2 separate regions of the Phocoena phocoena genome follow, and region 2 is linked to region 1. The links are chromatin contacts, called in public Hi-C maps. All regions are on one chromosome and are shown on one strand. Each heading gives the region's core, a stretch centred on a gene start, on an enhancer-like site or on the middle of the called end of the contact. The rest is flanking DNA. Distances are from core to core; before and after follow the strand shown.

Region 1 (3,240 bases), core at 524-3,023:
GATCAGGAAATTTTCTTCTTTCATTGTCACAATTGTCAAATGCCATCCTCAACTACACATGTGCACGCATTTTTATGTTCTATAATTTTGCTGTTCTCTGTATCTGGAAAGCCCTTTAATTCTTCCCTCCGTGGCAAAATCCTGTCCATATTTCACACTTCACCACCTCCGTGGAACCTCTTCTGATTTTCCTAGTCACAAAGAACATTTTCTTCCAGCTTCTCAGAGTACTTTGGGTCTTGTCTCAGGGCATTTAGTTCCCTCTGTCTTCTTGTTTACATGCATATGTCATTCATTCATTCAACAATTAAGTAGTGTCAGGCACTGGAGGGAGATAGGGTGCTCTCACAGAACTTACATTCCAGAAGAAGCCCAGAGGTGGGTGAAGTTTACATCCTTCACTGGACTGGGAGCTTCTTGGAGACAGGAATTAGGTCTGTTCCCAGCTCAGGGCCTGGTACCAGAAGGTACTCAGGAAAGTTAGTTAAATTGAAACGCAGCACCAGTGACTCTAGAAAATTGGGTTAGAGTTCAAAGAAAGGTTAAAAGTTAGTAAAGGTAGAGGGCCAGAGAATTTCCATGAGGAGTTACAGTTGTTTTGAAATCAGAACCTGGTATGGAAGCCAGAGACATCTAGATCCCCAGTAGACTGGGCCTGGGGAGTGGGAGGGCCTACTCTCCTCCTCTGGGATGAGCTTGGGAGTTTGATGTAGGGTCACCTGCACATTCCAGCTAGAAGTGGTTTTGCTTTGATTGAGCAGACCGTAGAGGCAAGCCCGTTGTTTCGAGGGCCCAGAAATGAGTTACTAGCCAAGGGTCAAGCCGGCCAGATGATTAAAGCGACATTATCCAGCTGGCACAAGAGAAAAGAATGATTAATGTTAATCATTCTCTGTGGAGGGTGGCCGGGCATTATTTGACACAAATAAAAAACATCATTTGAATTTTTACTAGGAATTCTCATCCATAATGTGACAATGATGTAATAAAACTAAATGACTGGCCTGCCAAATTATAAACTGAGTTCTAACCACACACAAGCATCACTTAGAAATTGAGTATATCTCAGAAAACTGCTCTACTCTGAGGCCTGACAGAAGGAGGGGGCACTGCTGGGGGTTAGAAGCTGGAAGCACCTTATTTACCAAACACGTACTATAGTGTTCACTCTAACCATCCCATTACCACTCATCTCTTTTCACTATCTGCTCTTTGCCTGTGGAGAAAGGGCTCCAAGATGGTGAAAGATAAGTCCCAGCGTTTTCTTTGCCCCTCTTTATTTTCTTTAATAGAATAAAATTTTGGAAAAAAAAAATTAAACAGCACCCAGTCAATTTCAGAAAGCTATTACACACGGAAAGAATCACTATTTCCCCAACCTTTTTGTATTTTATAGTGTAAATCCCACCCTCCACCACCTCCCCCAGAAGTTCCGATGGAGACACACATCAGTGAGTCGCAATTCAGGCTGGGGGTGGAGTGTCAGAATTCAAGTTGCTTTTCTTGCGGGGTAACCAAAGGTCTTGGCGATTTTTGTAGATAAATTCTACAGAATTTCTGCTGGTAAACTTGGGATTTAATTGCCAGGTTGGCCCGTTCTCCCCTTTCCCTCAACCAATGGCTGCAACCAGGTCCCTTTAAGAGACCAGTAACCCGCCGACCTTCCAAGCCCGAAACAGATCCTCTTCTCCGCTCCTCCCCTGTCCCCGCGCGGCGAATGGTTCGCGCCGGCCTATATTTACCCGAGATCTTCCTCCCAGACGGCTAGGATATGAGGCTGGCGAGGCAGATACCTCTCGCGACACCGGAGGGGGCGCGCTGCAAAGGCGGGCAGCCGAGCCAGGGGATCCCGGGAGCGCAGTCGGACACCCTCCGGAGAGAAGAAATGAGGTAGCGACCATCCCCGGAGCCGACCATGCGCACGCCCCGCCCTCGGAGGCCGGCGCTGCCCTGGCGGAGCCAGCTCGGACAGTGAGCCGGCGAAGCCAGAGTCCCCGGCGTCCTGCGGGAGAGAAAATGCAGTGAGCCACGGCGGGACTGCTGCGCTGGGCCCGCCGCGGCCAGCTGGACCCACCATCTGAGCGCACTCGGGGCAAGCAGCTGATTCTGGGACCCGCTCAGCCGAGGGGCTCTCTGCCTACAGCACCTCTTGGGGGTGGGGATCACCGACCCCTGGGCACACTCGCGGTTGAGTTTCCGCGGTTTCTGGCCCTAGCCCTGGGGATTGTGTGTGTGAGAGGGGGCCCCTTTTCACCTTCGCCGAGGAGTTCCTGCGTATTCTCGCACCATCCCGGCTGCTTTTGCTACACGCACGCATCCCTTTTTTCTAAAGACATTTTCTGCTCCACTCTCGTGCTTTCTCTCATTTTGCTTGCCCAAGACTCTTTGCCCTGGTCCTGCCCAGGCTGGGGTAAATCTGTGTGCTCCTACCCACCCCCTCTCCTTGCAGTTAAATCCTCTTTAAAAAAATTCTACCCCTACCTCTTTCGGCGGGGCTCTCGAACATCTCCCCCGCCCCCACTCCCTCCAACTGGGCCACTCCCAGCAGAGTTTTATTTTTCGGTCTTGCCCCGGCCGAGCCCGGCCGGGGCGGGTGGCTCAGCCGGGTTCTCAATCGGCGCTCCGCCGCCGCCGCCCAGCTGCGCTGGGGCGCCCTCCGGAGATGCTGCCGTGGAAGAAGCACAAGTTCGAGCTGCTGGCCGAGGCGCCGCCACGGCAGGCGTCCAAACCCAAGGGCTACGCGGTGAGCCTGCACTACTCGGCGCTCAGCTCTCTGGCACGGGCGTGCCCCGAAGGCGCGCTCAGCCGGGTGGGCAGCATGTTCCGCTCCAAGCGCAAGAAGCTGCACATCACCAGCGAGGACCCAACTTACACCGTGCTCTACTTGGGCAATGCCACCACCATCCAGGCGCGCGGCGACGGCTGCACCGACCTAGCGGTGGGCAAGATCTGGAGCAAGAGCGAGGCGGGCCGTCAGGGCACCAAGATGAAGCTGACAGTGAGTGCGCAGGGTATCCGCATGGTGCACGCCGAGGAGCGTGCGCTGCGCCGGCCGGGCCACCTCTACCTGCTGCATCGCGTTACCTACTGCGTGGCGGACGCGCGACTGCCCAAGGTCTTCGCCTGGGTGTACCGGCACGAGCTCAAACACAAGGCGGTAATGCTGCGCTGCCACGCGGTGCTGGTGTCCAAGCCCGAGAAGGCGCAGGCCATGGCCCTGCTGCTCTACCAGACGTCAGC
Region 2 (3,240 bases), core at 426-2,925, 570 kb after region 1:
CCTTGGATTCCCTCTGTGCAACTGTTAGGTCAAAACGAGGCAAGCAATTTAACTGAGACCATTAACTCTAAGCTAGGAATCCAATCTCTGACAAGCAGAGCCAGGAGGTGAAGCGAGATGATGGGGACGCAGGTGGGTCCAGCCTGGGACAAGGTGACTAGCTCTGCTCTCCCCAGATCTTATCTGTACCTCCTGGGAGGAACCCGGTGCTTCTCTAAATGGGTTCAGGACCCTTGAGGGTAGGGGAGAAGGGGGCACACAGAGGAGATGAGATGGTTCACACTGGCTGGGTTTGGGCTTGACTAGTTCCGACTGAAATACCTTAGAGAAAATGAGCTATGAGAAATGTCACTGTAACCTGAACAATTCAAGCGGCCGAAGACCCTGTCCAGCAGACTATGCACCAGAAGCATATTGGTACGTTCAAATGACCTGCTCCATCCTCAAAAGTAAAAGTCTGAGGCGCTTCCCTGGTGGCACAGTGGTTAAGAAGCCGCCTGCCAATGCAGGAGACACGGGTTCGAGCCCTGGTCCGGGAAGATCCCACATGCCGCGGAGCAACTAAGCCCGTGAGCCACAACTACTGAAGCCCGCGCACCTGGAGCCCGTGTTCCCAACAAGAGAAGCCACCACAATAAGAAGCCTGCGCACCACAAGGAAGAGTAGCCCCCGCATCGCCGCAACCAGAGAAAAGCCCGCGCGCAGCAACGAAGACCCTTCGCAGCCAAAAATAAAATAAACAAAATAAATTTATTTTTAAAAAAAGTCAAAGACTGAGAAGAATAAAAAGAGGGGCAGGCTCTGAAGGCACTGACTGCTGAATCCTGTAACGCTAGCAAAGACGGGGAGTGCCAGTTCTCAAGGAGGCCGCAGTTAAAGGGGGAGACGCGGTCAGGGTAGTCGGCTAACAACGAGGCTCCCGGACACGCCCCCGGACGACGCCTCCAGCGTGCTGTGAATGCACACTTCAGCCAGGGGGATCGGGTTGAGAGGTTAGGCTTCTACTGGCGTTGGCAGTGGGCAGCGCAACGAAGACACCTCCCTCCTGACCCCTGGAGCCTGGCCGGGCGCGCGCGCTGACCGAGCTACCCACCCGGAACCTCCGGCTGAGGCCCCGCTCACCTTGCACTTGAAGCCGGCGGCGGGCGGTAGCAGCTCCCGCAGCAGGGCCTTGGCCACCTCGCGGCTGGTCTCCTCGCTCACGAAGTGCAGGTTAAGCACCTCGTGCGCCTCGAACTTAGCGAGGCGCAACAGGGAGCGGATCGCGACGCGGGCCTTGGCCTGCAGCGCGGCATTGTGTTCCGCCTTGGTGAACATCATCAGCAGGTGGTAGTCCACCGGCCCGGCCCCGCCGCTCTCCAGGCTCTTGGCCTTAGCACCCGGGGCCGGCGCCACGGAGCCCTGCGCCAGCTCCGGCACCAGCGGCGAGGGCGCGGCAGGGGCTCCGGCGCGGGCCTCCTTCAGCCTCTTGGTGGCGCTGGAGAAGGTCTCCCGGCCGGAGCCGAGGTAGTAGAAGGCACAGACGGCAAGCGCCGCGGCCAGCAGCAGCGCGCAGTAGTGGGAGCGCACAGCGCCCAGACGCGCCATAGCCCGAGCGCATGGGGGCGCGCCTCGGAGGAGACCCATGCGCCACCCTCCCGCGGACAGGGCGGCCGGGGAGCCGCAGCGGAGAACAGTACCCCTGCAGCTACTTAGTAGCCCCGGCGGCGGGCGGCAGCCATGGCGGAGGCGGAGCCGCGCTACCAATCCGCGGGCGCTGATGCGCCGAGAGGCGGGGCCAGGGCTGCCCGGCAGCCGCTGGGTCCTAGGCTCAGAAGGATTACATCGGGGATGCGCCGCGGGTCCGCAGGAGCCGCCCCAGAGTGGTCAGAGAAGCCGGTGAGGACTCGGGCATACAAGCCCGCTGGCTGTACCGTCCGTGAAAAATGGCCCTCTTAAGTGCCCAGCCCCAGACGCTAGAAACCGAAGCTAAGACTTCGGTAGCAAAAAGACTAAACTGGACTCACAAAGAAAAATTTTCTCTATATACCTTTTCCACCCTAATTTCTTGAAGGCTTTAAGTCCTCTCCCCGACTCCTTTCACACCTTGGAGACTATCTGGGGCTAAAGAATTTAAACTAGCAACTCCCTCCCTATTCTCGGTGAAGTAGGATTGACACCAGAGGTGTAAATGTCCTGCTCACCTCACTTGGCACCTCTGAGGCGGACCAGAGGCAATCTAAAGGATACTTTTTTTTTTTTAACTTTAACACTTTAAAAGAGGCTTAATATGTACCCGGTAGTTTTGCAAATTCTTAACTGAAGCATAACTGAGGTCACTTGCCCAGGGTCACACAGTGGCAGGTTTGACAATATAGCTGGACACTGCCAACTACATAAAAGCCCATTAACTTGAGTCTTCTGAGGACCAATGACACACTACAGTGTTTACGTAAACATGTACAAGTGGTCTGCATGCTTGAAAGAGGTGCAGGTGAAAACGCAGGCACAAATGCAATCACAAATTCTCTCACCCGTTTACTGTGCCATGCCATTATTTCTGAATGTGTGGTCCCCAGAACCACAATTCATCTCGTTTTTAACTCTTCTTCTTTTCAGTTGGAGCAACACTTCTCTGAAAAACCTTGGACCTCTAAAGAGTGCTTAGCAACAAGTTCAATACATGCTACTCACCTTGGGGGGTGGGGAACAATAGCAGAATTATCTCACTTTAGTAACAGGTATTACTTTAGTTCATTTAATCCACACAGCTGTAAGAGGTAGAGGTATTATTTGCTTATTTGCACTTTACAATTGAGGAAATTGAGATTTAGAGAAGTGAACTGCCCAAATCTAGTTGGCTAGTAAATAATGGATCCCCACTCAAGCCATACCACTTCCAAAGCCCAAACTTCCAGCCAAGATTAGCACTGAAAGTGATAACTCAGACTCTGAGTTGAGTGTATTTTACCACAAGCTTCAGCAGATGACATTGTGGTTAAGAGAGCTGGATTTGGGCACGTGCGGGGGGAAGCAAGATGGCAGAGTAGGAAGACCCTGAGCACAGCTGCTCCCACAGGCACCAGAGAGCTGGATTTACAGCTAACTAGGAGTTGTTAGACTTCAAGGGAGGTAATCTCTCTGAGCTGCAATCACACCCCTATGTAACATGGGGCTAATATTAGTACTTATGCCTCATAGGGTTATGAGAGATAATAGATAAAAAGCAGTTAGAATAGTGTCTGACACTTAGTAAACAAT

What was found. A called contact is a pair of places that touch in the nucleus more often than the background predicts.
Region 2: a contact with region 1 is called in a Hi-C map of kidney, with 10 times the contacts expected there. The contact joins the promoter of XXYLT1 here to the promoter of FAM43A in region 1. A contact is called at or near these places in 2 of 2 Hi-C or Micro-C datasets (kidney and lung).

The regions. Positions count from the first base shown.
Region 1 is chr4:72,146,892-72,150,131 of mPhoPho1.1, forward strand. FAM43A (family with sequence similarity 43 member A) reads left to right here and starts at 1,774. Exons shown (of 1, transcript XM_065876975.1): 1 at 1,774-3,240. The coding sequence starts at 2,663.
Region 2 is chr4:72,716,869-72,720,108 of mPhoPho1.1, forward strand. It overlaps XXYLT1 (xyloside xylosyltransferase 1), which reads right to left and starts at 1,676. Exons shown (of 4, transcript XM_065876655.1): 1 at 1,123-1,676. The coding sequence starts at 1,626.